Regions from separate parts of the Mus musculus genome. Here regions 1 and 2 are each linked to region 3. The links are chromatin contacts, called in public HiChIP or PLAC-seq and promoter capture Hi-C maps. All regions are on one chromosome and are shown on one strand. The core of a region is the stretch at or near the end of the contact, and the rest is flanking DNA. Distances in the headings are between cores, read along the strand shown.

Evidence for each region. Promoter capture Hi-C pulls out the DNA fragments that hold promoters and counts their contacts. HiChIP or PLAC-seq counts read pairs in DNA pulled down with a chosen protein or histone mark.
Region 1: a promoter capture Hi-C map of liver shows a contact between it and region 3, with 3 times the contacts expected there. The contact joins the promoter of Pdf here to the promoter of Wwp2 in region 3. A contact is called at or near these places in 23 of 39 promoter capture datasets (the 3T3-L1 cell line, 3T3-L1-derived adipocytes, the C10 cell line and 14 more), 1 of 15 datasets of contacts at CTCF or cohesin (embryonic stem cells), 5 of 484 Hi-C or Micro-C datasets (CD4 T cells, Th17 cells, embryonic stem cells and 2 more), 20 of 115 datasets of contacts at active chromatin or transcription factors (the 230-238 cell line, the NIH/3T3 cell line, astrocytes and 11 more) and 5 of 9 other capture datasets (adipose tissue, embryonic stem cells, liver and 2 more).
Region 2: an H3K4me3 HiChIP or PLAC-seq map of embryonic stem cells shows a contact between it and region 3, with 24 read pairs. The contact joins the enhancer-like site here to the promoter of Wwp2 in region 3. A contact is called at or near these places in 7 of 39 promoter capture datasets (the C10 cell line, cranial neural crest, frontonasal cranial neural crest and 4 more), 3 of 484 Hi-C or Micro-C datasets (CD4 T cells, germline stem cells and neutrophils), 9 of 115 datasets of contacts at active chromatin or transcription factors (bone marrow-derived macrophages, embryonic limb bud, embryonic midbrain and 4 more) and 2 of 9 other capture datasets (adipose tissue and liver).

The regions. Positions count from the first base shown.
Region 1 is chr8:107,046,625-107,050,099 of GRCm38.p6, reverse strand. It overlaps Pdf (peptide deformylase (mitochondrial)), which reads left to right and starts at 1,486. Exons shown (of 2, transcript NM_026513.2): 1 at 1,486-2,039; 2 at 2,829-3,475. The coding sequence starts at 1,502. The coding sequence ends at 2,986. Cog8 (component of oligomeric golgi complex 8) reads left to right here. Exons shown (of 5, transcript NM_139229.4): 5 at 970-1,391. The coding sequence ends at 1,292.
Region 2 is chr8:107,137,951-107,141,336 of GRCm38.p6, reverse strand. No RefSeq gene overlaps it. Among named protein-coding and RNA genes, the nearest start is that of Cyb5b, 11 kb to the left of the region's middle. Within about 2 kb of position 1,391, at least 158 of the 459 cell types and tissues checked have an H3K27ac peak or open chromatin away from gene starts, as enhancers often do. A contact at or near this core is called in adipose tissue, bone marrow-derived macrophages, embryonic stem cells and 5 more, where this site is marked.
Region 3 is chr8:107,434,975-107,438,359 of GRCm38.p6, reverse strand. Wwp2 (WW domain containing E3 ubiquitin protein ligase 2) reads right to left here and starts at 1,990. Exons shown (of 24, transcript NM_025830.4): 1 at 1,919-1,990.

The DNA of each region.
Region 1 (3,475 bases), core at 237-2,736, 390 kb after region 3:
TGAGACAGGGTTTCTCTGTGTAGCCCTGGCTGTCCTGGAACTCACTTTGTAGACCAGGCTGGCCTTGAACTCAGAAATCTGCCTGCCTCTGCCTCCCAAGAGCTAGGATAAAAGGAAAGATTTTTTAAAAAATTTGTTTGTTTGTTTGGTTGGTTTTTTGATATGGGATTTCTCTTCAGGGGTTCCTCTGTGAAACTCTGGCTGTCCTGGAACTCTGTAAATCTCCTGAGTGCTGGGATTAAAGGTGTTCTTCACCACAGCCTGGCTTTTATCATTGTTGTTTTCGTTTTGTCTTTTTAAAGATTTTATGTGAGTGCTCTATCTGAATGCACACCTGCGTGTATGTCAGAAGAGGGCGTCAGATCCCATTACAGATGGTTGTGAGCCACGTTGTTGGGGATTGAACTCAGGACCTCTGGAAGAGTACTTAACCACTGAGCCATGTCTGTAGCCCTTGTTTTTGGTTTGACACTAGACAGGATCTCAGTATATAGCACTGGCTACCCTGGAACTAACTTGGTATACCCAACTGGCCTTGAACTCAGAGATCCTCCTGCCTCTGCCTCCCAAATAGCTGGGATCTGTGCCTGGACTCCAGTATTTACTGAGTGTCTCCTGGCTCAGGCTCCATCCACCCTTACAATGGGGCTCCAATATAACTAACTGTCCTTTTGTATTACAGAGATGCCCTTAGCCTGGCACAACTTTAATACCAGCATTTGGGAGGCAGAGGCAGGACGATCTCTGTGAGATAAGAGACCAGCCTGGTCTATAGAGTTCCAGCATAGCCAGGTCTCAAAAAAACAAAAAACCCAAAAAGATGTTCTTGTTGTATTGAAATATGTAATTGTGTTAAATCTTTTCTCTGAGTGTCCCCTCCCCTGCCCCACACCATCCCTGAGATCTCTGCATTGAATTTAATAACTTTTTTTTTCTTTTTCATTTCTTTTTCCCTACCATCTGGGTCAGGCATTTCACCCACCCAGCTCTCTAAGCACGGAAACCTTGGACACGTGAACATCAGCGCCATCCAGGAACCTCTCGCCTTTATTTTGCCTAAGAGAGAAACAGTTTTCTGTTTAGATGAGCAGGAGCTGGGGCCGGACCTCGTGGCCCCAGCTCCAGAGCTCCCTGCGGAGCAGCGGAGCATGGAGCCTGTAACAGAGAAGAGGGAACCAGGGGAGCCGCTGCCTCAGGAGCCCATGGAGGGGGAGCCGCTGCCAGCCGAGCCACCGAGTGAGGGAGGAGCCATAGGCAGTGTCCCCTGCCCGCAGCCTGGGGAGCAGCCCTGAGGGTACGCGCTTCTGCAGCGGGAAGGTGTGTGCAGTTGCTTTGCCCAGGATAGCGCGGGCCCTGTGGTATTTGCAGCTTTAATAAAACCGACAACTGTCGCCACTCGCCTGCTGTTCCCGACGATGGGCGTCCGGAAGTTACACGGGAACTACGCTTCCCGGCGTCTTTGGCGCTAGCGGAAGGAAGGGCCGCGGCGTCTCCCCGCGCCATGTTGCTGCTGGGCAGGCTGCCGCGGCCGGCGTGGGTTCCGGGGAGCCGGGCGCAGAGGTGCAGCTCCTTGGCCGCCTTGGAGGGCCCGGCGCGCACGCGCTCCTACTGGCGGTACCTCAGGCGCCTTGTATGTGGCGCGCCGCAGCCGCCATACGCGCACGTGTGCCAGGTCGGGGACCCGGTGCTGCGCGTCGTGGCGGCCCCGGTGGAACCCGAGCAGCTAGCGGGGCCGGAGCTGCAGCGGCTGGTGGGGCGGATGGTGCAGGTAATGCGACGGCGTGGCTGTGTGGGCCTTAGTGCGCCGCAGCTCGGGGTGCCGCTGCAAGTGTTGGCGCTCGAGTTCCCGGACAAGCTCCTCCGAGCCTTCTCACCGCGCCTGCGCGAACTGCGTCAGATGGAACCCTTCCCACTTCGGGTGCTGGTGAACCCCAGTCTGAGAGTGTTGGACAGCCGCTTGGTCACCTTCCCCGAGGGCTGCGAGAGTGTCGCCGGCTTTCTGGCGTGTGTGCCTCGCTTCCAAGCCGTGCAGATCTCAGGTGCAGGGGACGTGGGCAGCGGGGTGGTCTTGCTCTCTCTGGCTAGAGACAGTGCAGACACAGCGGCACTCGGGAGCCAACTGAACTCCTGAAGAGCAGGTCAGGCCCGCCTAGATGGGTTGCAGGGTGATTCCTTAGATATGGAGCCTGTCTTTCCCCTTTCTCATGAGTAGGTATATAGATTCCCATGTAAGTGTGTCTGTATTGCACACACGATTTTCCCAGTTTATCGTGGTGGGGCTTGTGTAAGAAAGTGGGACCCAGATTTACCCAGACTAGGGCAACAAACCATTCCATGCTTCACATTCACATTGTTTTATGTAATATGGTTATTTGCTACAGTGCCAAGCTGAAATACCTTTCTTTTGGGGGGGGGGGGTCGAGACAGGGTTTCTCTGTATAGCCCTGGCTGTCCTGGAACTCACTTTGTAGACCTCGAACTCAGAAATCCGCCTGCCTCTACCTCCTGAGTGCTGGGATTAAAAGGTGTGTGCCACCATGCCTGGCATGAAATACCTTTGATAAACAGCCCTTGAAAAGAGTTTTGATTTCTTATCCTTGCCCTGTAGTAGTGCTGGGAATCACGCTGAGTAAAAAGTCGGCACTGGACAAAATTGGGGTACCCTTTCTAGGAGGGATAAGAGCTGTTATCCACATTCACTCTTGGATGCTGCCTCTGTAGATAGGATATAAATAGGCATGGCCAGGGCAGGAAACAAAGTAGGGACAGGAGGTTGGGCATGAGTTCAGCAAAGCCTCACCTCATCGAGCCTGTAACTTCCTTTGCAGGACTGGACCCAAAAGGAGAGCCAGTGGTGTGGTCGGCAAGTGGTTGGACAGCTCGAATCATCCAGCATGAGATGGATCACTTGCAGGGCTGCTTGTTCATCGACAAAATGGACAGTGGGACATTTACCAATCTCCACTGGATGGAGGTGAATGACTAACACTCTCCTTGAATTGAGGATCTGGAAATCCAGCATGCAGACTAAGATGGTCACATCTGTGCTTCAGCTTGGAATTGGTTCCAGTCCGACAGTAGACAGTGTGTGCTGGTCTGAGATGAAGATGATAGAAATGCTTGCCCTGAAATCAGATCTGACAGAATACGATTACAGCAGGACTACAAATGTACCATTAAAGGAGTGGCTATTTCCTGACAATTTCCCATGGAGAGGAGTGGGCAGGCAAACATCCTCTGTACAAATGAGACACATTCTAACCCCACAGCCTACAATTGATTGATAAGGTAATCCAGATATCCAAAAGATTTGTTTTTTGAAACAGGGTTTCTCTGTGTAGCCTTGGCTGTCGTGGAACTCACTCTGTAGACAAGCTGGCCTCAAACTTAAGAGATATACCTGCCTCTGTACTCCTGAGCTTTGGGACTGAAGGTGTATCACACTACTGCTGGACTTGAAAGTTGTCTTAAAATG
Region 2 (3,386 bases), core at 142-2,641, 300 kb after region 3:
CTCTCTATCTCCCACTAAAGATGCTTTCATTCCTATAGCCTTCTAACTGTCTCTTTTCTTCCTTGCTTTTCCTTGTCCTTTATTTTATTTTTAATATTATGAGACATAGTAGCATTTACATTTACCAACAGTTACATTTACCAACCTCCTTGGGAACTTACTGTTGAGCCTAATGACATCAGACTGGGCTCAGAACACTCAGCAAAGGCAGACAAAACAAACAAACAAACAAACAAACAAACAAACAAAGCCCACGTAGCCAGAAGGGAGCGTCAAGGTGGGGAGAAGAACGTTCTATCTCAGCCAGAGAAAGGCAGGTCACAGGGAAGAGGAAGAAGAACTGTGTAAGCAGCAGGAACACCAACCACTGGGGAGGAAATGTTTAGTAAAGCAAATGGGTCTGGAAAAAGAGAGAGAATGTAGACATGTCTTTGTGCCCAAACTCACAGCTGAGATCCTAGCATCTTAGGAAATCAGTGGATCGAGACAAGAGAGTAAGTTCCAAGCCCGGAGGAACACCCAACCCAGTTCTGAAATCACAGCACAGGGAACAGGGTTCTCCGAAAACGAAGGGCTTTATCAGGGGGAAGGGAGGAGGAACAGAGTTCCAAACTAGAAGCCACAAAAGAGGGGACAGAACCCTGGGTGGAGGGTAGGCTAACCAACATCTGGTCCAGTTTGAGACCTGTGCCAGGAGAGGGAGGGGCCCCCAACCCCCACCCCCATCCCCGACACACTATTAATGATATTCTACTACACTTGTAGACAGGCGCCTAGCATAACCGTCATCAGAGAGACTTCGCCCAGCAATGGATAGAAACTGATGCAGAGATGCACAGCCAAACATTGAGCGGGGCTTGGGGAATCCTATGGAAGGGGTGGTGGGGATTGAAGGAGCCAGAGGGGTCCAGGGCTCTAGGAGAAAACCTACAGAATCAACTAACCTGAGCCCATAGAGACTGAACTGCCAACCAGGGAGCATGCGTGGAATGGACCCAGACCTTCTACCTGTATGTAACGGTTGTGACGCTGGTTCTTCGTGTGGGACTCCTAAAGTGTGAGGAGCAGCTGTCTCTGACTACTTCGTCTACCTTTGGATCCCTTTCCCTCCAACTGGGCGGCTTTGTCTAGCCTCAATAGAAAAAGATGTGCCTAGTCTTCCTTCAACTTGATATGCCTCCCCTTTTGTGAGGAGAAAGGAGGAGGGCAGGAGGGGGGAGGGGGAGGGGAGGGGGGGTGAGAGGGAGTAACTTAATGAAGGAAGAGGGAGGGGGAAGAGAGAGAGAGAACAGAGAGAAAGGAGAGAGAGCCCCATCTGTAGAACAAAGCCCAAGGCTGTTGGCAGAAGGCTGCAATAGAGTCCTTGAGGGCGGGCAAAGGCTGTAAGGGCTATGACTCAGCAGTTCTAAGCCTCTCGAGTATAAATAGAAGAGTCAACGCTGGGGCAAGCCAAAGAGGAGCAGGGACCTACAAAGTCTGAGGATTTTATGATAGAGAAGGTGGTGTCTGAAAGCAAAGACAGGCAAGCCCTCACCGGGTGCCACAGATTTCCTTACGGACGATCCTTCTAAGTTGTTTCTGAGTTTTGATCATAAGAGTATTAAATCTCATAAACAGGAAGGCGATTGGTTGGCTATTTAAAAGACTAAGCTAGTCCAAGATAACTCTGGGTTTGGACCTGCAACATTTTAGCTCTCTATGCTCACTGCTGAAGTTCCCACAACACAGTCGCTATTGAAGTTCTAACACAGTCATAGCATAGAAGCATTACATTGATATCAAAATTATCAAAGACATTGGATGTTTTTAGGAGCAAAGAGCAAGGCCATGGTGGCACACACGGTGCCCTAGCTCTCAGGAGGCAGAGAGAGGCAGGCCGATCTTTGAGTTCAAGTCCAGCATGGTCTACAGAGTGAATTCCAGGACAACCGGGGATGCACAGAGAAACCCTGGGGAGAGAGGGATGGGGAGAAGAGGGAGAGAGAGAGAGAGAGAGAGAGAGAGAGAGAGAGAGAGAGAGAGAGAGAAGAAGGAGGAGGGGAGGGGGAGGGGAGGGGGGAGGGGAGGGGAGAGCAGAAAAAAGAAATATAAAAGTGGGCCTCCAGTGGCACTGCACAACTCTGAGAATTCAAGGCCAGCCTGGTCTATACAGTGAGTTCCATTGAAGTTAGGGTAACATAGTGAGACCCTGTCTCACTACAAAAAAATATCAAAGAAAAGAAATATAAAAGTACAATTTTTCTTTTGAGGCTGAAGGGTTTTTGGTTTTAGTTTTTCATTAATGAAATCACCTGATTGTCTTTACTTTTTAGAAGCTTACATGAAATGTGTTAGTGATAGATATTAATTTAATTATTGGTCTAAAGTACTAGGGATCACAGACATGATAAAATGTTTTAGAATGGACAAATTTTAAGTAGCTCTAACTTTTTTGTCCACTAAAATACGGTCCATGATGACTGTGTAGTTTTACAGGAATGTCCCAAGTATGAATAAATATTTGTAACAAGATTTTTAAACATTTGTATCTTATTTTGACTATTCAGACAGTTGCTAGCAAGCGAAGGTATTATCCAACAGGGAAGCACAGCGGAGAGCATTCGGGGAAATGTAATCACAGGCTTGAAATGTCTTATTTAGTAGAAGGAGAAAAATCAAGAGCTTTGTCTTTATAAACACGAAGTGCGAATCAATACTTGAGGAAACCTTATTTGGAGGGCAGGAGAGATGGCTCAGTGGTTAAGAACACTGACTGTTCTTCCAGAGGCCCCAGGTTCAATTCCCAGCACCCACATGGCAGTTTACAACCGTCTGTAACTCCCATTCCAGGGGACCTGATACCCTCACACAGACACACGGAGGAAAAACACCAGTGCATAAAAAAATAAATAAATCATAAGAGAGCTTTATTATTGTACATAGAGAACCAGGCATCATTTTTTTCTGTTTATAGCAGAATGTTGATCTTAGGAATTGTAATTAAGTTAATTCCAAAGCCAGAAAAAAGAAGAAGAAAAGAAAAAGGAAAGAAAAATTGAAAGCCATACAGTGAAGTCTCTTTGTCACCTTTTACCCAGTTTCCCTTTCCACTCACCCGGTCCAGACTGTCATACATGGGCTCTGTGTTTCTTTCCTAAGCTTCTTAATGCAATGAAAGTAAATACAAGAATGCTTACTTTAGGACCTTTAGTTAGGAAAGACAGTGAACATTGCACAGTCTGGATGGTGTTTTTGGTTTTGTTTGTTTTTTTTTTTTCCTTACCTTAGAAATGTTTCGATAGAGCTGGGGGGGGGGGGCGTATATCTCCATCATAGAGCATATATGTCTAGCACACATGAGGTATGAATTCCTGGCCCAACATGCACACCCAAGTGCTTCCCTGCTG
Region 3 (3,385 bases), core at 741-3,240:
TACAGGAGTTTGAGGCCACCCCAGGCAACTTACTGAGAGCCTGTCTCAAAAGGAAAAAAATAAAATAAAAAATTACAAAAAGAAGGGAAGTGGGAAGGTGCAATGTTCAACAACAACAAAAAATTAAGAGACTGACAAGCCAACTGAAGCCTTCTCCTCATGGTTCTGGCTTTCCATAGACCAGTAACACTAAACAGAGAAAGGGACGGGAAACTTATGCTCTAACCCCTTGTTCTCCACATACACCGAGCAGTGTGACCTTTAAAAACTCATTTACTTCTCAAACACTGACCAAGTACTCCTAACATACCAGGCCTGGGGCTAGTAGCCAAAGAAGTCAGGTAAAATAAGATCACTGCCCTTGAATGATTTACAGTCCTAGCAGGAAGACAGTAAACAAGGAAGAAAAACAAAATGAGGATGTCAGGCAGGCTGAGACTAAAGAGATGCAGGCGAAAGCACTCACTGCTCTTCCACGGGACCAAAGGTCAGTTCCCAGCATGCAAATCCAGAGGCTCACAACCACCTGTATCTCTAGCTCCAAAGGACCCAATGCTCTGTCTGTCCTTGGTGGGCACATACACACAGGAACATACACACAAATAAAAATACATCTTTTATTTTAAGTCAATTCTCTTAGCTTGTTATCTATAAAGTGTGAATGACTTCTCGAGACTGCTACAAAAATTAACTTTTAAATGCTTATAATATACCCCCCAAGTCTTCAACTCCTAATATATTAATGCAAAGTGCTTTTTCCCCCCTAGCGACCTGTGATTCTGGCTCCTGTCAATGTCCCATTTGAACCCTGACCTTCGTTGCATTCATAAACTTTGCTTCACTTCTGCAAACCTTAGCAAAAGTGAAGGGAAAAGAGGGTGGCCTGTTTGTTTATTTAGGCTGGCTTGGAACTTGGAGCCATCTTCAGGCCTAGGCCTAGAGGATGAAGAATCTTAAGATGGGTATTTTTAACCTCAAAAACTACGATCTAGGTCACAGTTCTAAGGAACACAAGAGAAACTTCTCAGTCACCCCACCTAGTCACAGCTGGTCAAGATAAGCAGTCACATGGTAAAGGAAGCTGCATAATTTAAGCTTGAGAGGTCTCAAATCGGTATGGGCAGACTTTCAACTGTCCATGACTTCAGCAGTCAATGCGTTGCTGAGGTAACGCCGGCCCAGGTCGCCAACAACAGTGTAGGTTAAAAGTCTTGTTATGATCACAGCAAAGCACCTACACGTCTTTTTTTTTTTTTTTTTTTTTTTTTTTTTGGTGGCCTCCAAGATGACCCGATCCGGGAGCATCTCAAAGAAAGACGATCTGATGGGCAAGGTTCCCAACAAGTGGAAACCCTACCCAAACAGGGCAAAGTGGGTGTGACCAGAGTCAGACGATCAAGACTCAGGGATCCCTCCTGAAGTTTAAAGAACTGAACAGAACCGGTATCAAAGTCCCGGATCGCCATCCTTTTTAAAGAGGACGGAAGGAAAAAAGACTCTTGGAATGGGGTCCAGGCCGCATCGTCCAGATTTTTTTCTCCCTGTCCCTACAAGCCAGACGCCCACTCCCAGGCAGCCCCTTCCAGGGAGCAAATGAGTCTTCCCCGGCTGAGGTCGGGCCCCCTTCCCAGACAGACACGGCTCCTCCGCACCGCAGGCACCCGGGGCTGGGGGTCTCCTTCCGGAAGCGCCACCAGCGGGCGACTCCCGCCGGGCCCCGCGCCCACCCCGCCCGGGCGCGAGCCGGGACATCCCTCCTCGGAGGCCGGAACCGCGCGCCAGGCCCCTCCCACAGGAAGCCGCCGCCCCCCGGCGCCCGCCCCGCGCCGCCCCCGGCCCCTCGCGCCGCCCGCCGCCCCCTGGCTGCCCCGCGCCGCCCGCTCGCTGCCGAGCCCCCCAGTGCCCCCGCGCCACCTACCTGCCGCGGCCACACCAGCGGCGCCTAACTCCGCTCCACTTCCGCCTTCCAGCGCCCGCACTCGGGCCGGGTCACGTGGGCGTGCGCGGTCACCTGACCCGGAAGAGGCTGGCCGGGGCGCGCAGGTGCGGACCACCTAGGACCCGGGCGGCGAGCGTTTGACCCGCTCAGGGCCGGGATTGCAAGGATCACCCGGGCTGTGCCCGAGCAAACGTATAAAATAAGGGCTCACCGGGCCCCGGGGTCTTTATGTATGCCTTTGGAAGCAAGTACAGTTGTTTTCCCGCCATGGTACAGGTGGGAGAAGACCATCCGATCAGTTAAGTCAAGTCTTGAAGGAGTTGCTGGATAAAAAACAGTACGCTCCCCCCCTCCAAACTTGAGTGTCAGATAAACCGTGTAACTCTAAGCATGTCCCCAAATTTGCAAAGGATGTTTTGGTACCACAGATGTATACTGATCAAACTTGAGCATCCCATGTAATGTCGTTAGCTTGTGCCAACTCTGTAAGGCCTTGTTCTCAGTTCTAGAAGTATAAATGCCCTGGCCTTTGTAAGGCATCTGTTGTTCCAAGAAGCAAAACTGGAAAGAGGGACGGGAGTGGAGCATGGGACATGACACACGACAACCTGACACCCTTTCAAAACTTCCGGAGTCCCTACGTGTCTTCCCCATGGGGAACCAACTCCCATCCCCCCCCCCCCGCTCCCCTCCCCTACGGAGTAAACTGAACATTATGAATTAACAAACAGGGAATCTATGTAAGTAACCCTGGCTGACCTGGAACCCAGCGCTGTCCTTGGCCACCTGATTCCTGGCATTGTAGACATACCTCACCGTAGCCTGGACAACAGAAACTTTCTGGGTTTTGCAAGATTGACAGTTGAACGTGACTAGTCCAGGGCGTCCCAACTGACCTATGTTCCCAGCCATTTTGCTTCCTTTCTGGTTTTTATTTGGAACAGGGTCTTATTTTAAATGCTCCAACTGGCCAAGAACTTTTAATTCCATTGCCTTAGCTTCTGAGTAGTTAGGATTACCAGTTTATACCATTGGGGTGGAGGGTTAGGGGTGAGAGAGGAGACAGGTGGGGCAAGATTTTATGTAACCTAGGCTGGCATCCACCACCGAGTTAATTGTTCTGATTACCTGGATTTTTGTTGGGTTTTTGTTAACTGAAATATTACATTTTCATTTGTATTTTATTACATAGATGTTTCTCTTGAAGTGTATCTGTGTACCACCTGTGTGTCCGGTGTCTTTGCTGTGGGGTATCTACCAAGAGAAAGTCTTTATTAGCCACCCTGTGACTACACTGGGTGTTCAGGATCCCTGTGTAGTATCAAGCCTTTCTCGGGGCGAGGTTTTAAGCGCAAAATTCGCGTCCTGGGTCGACATGCTCCAGTTAGCAGAAACAGCAACAGAACTACAGAAGCCAAAAGGCGAGATGAATGCATCTAGAGACTT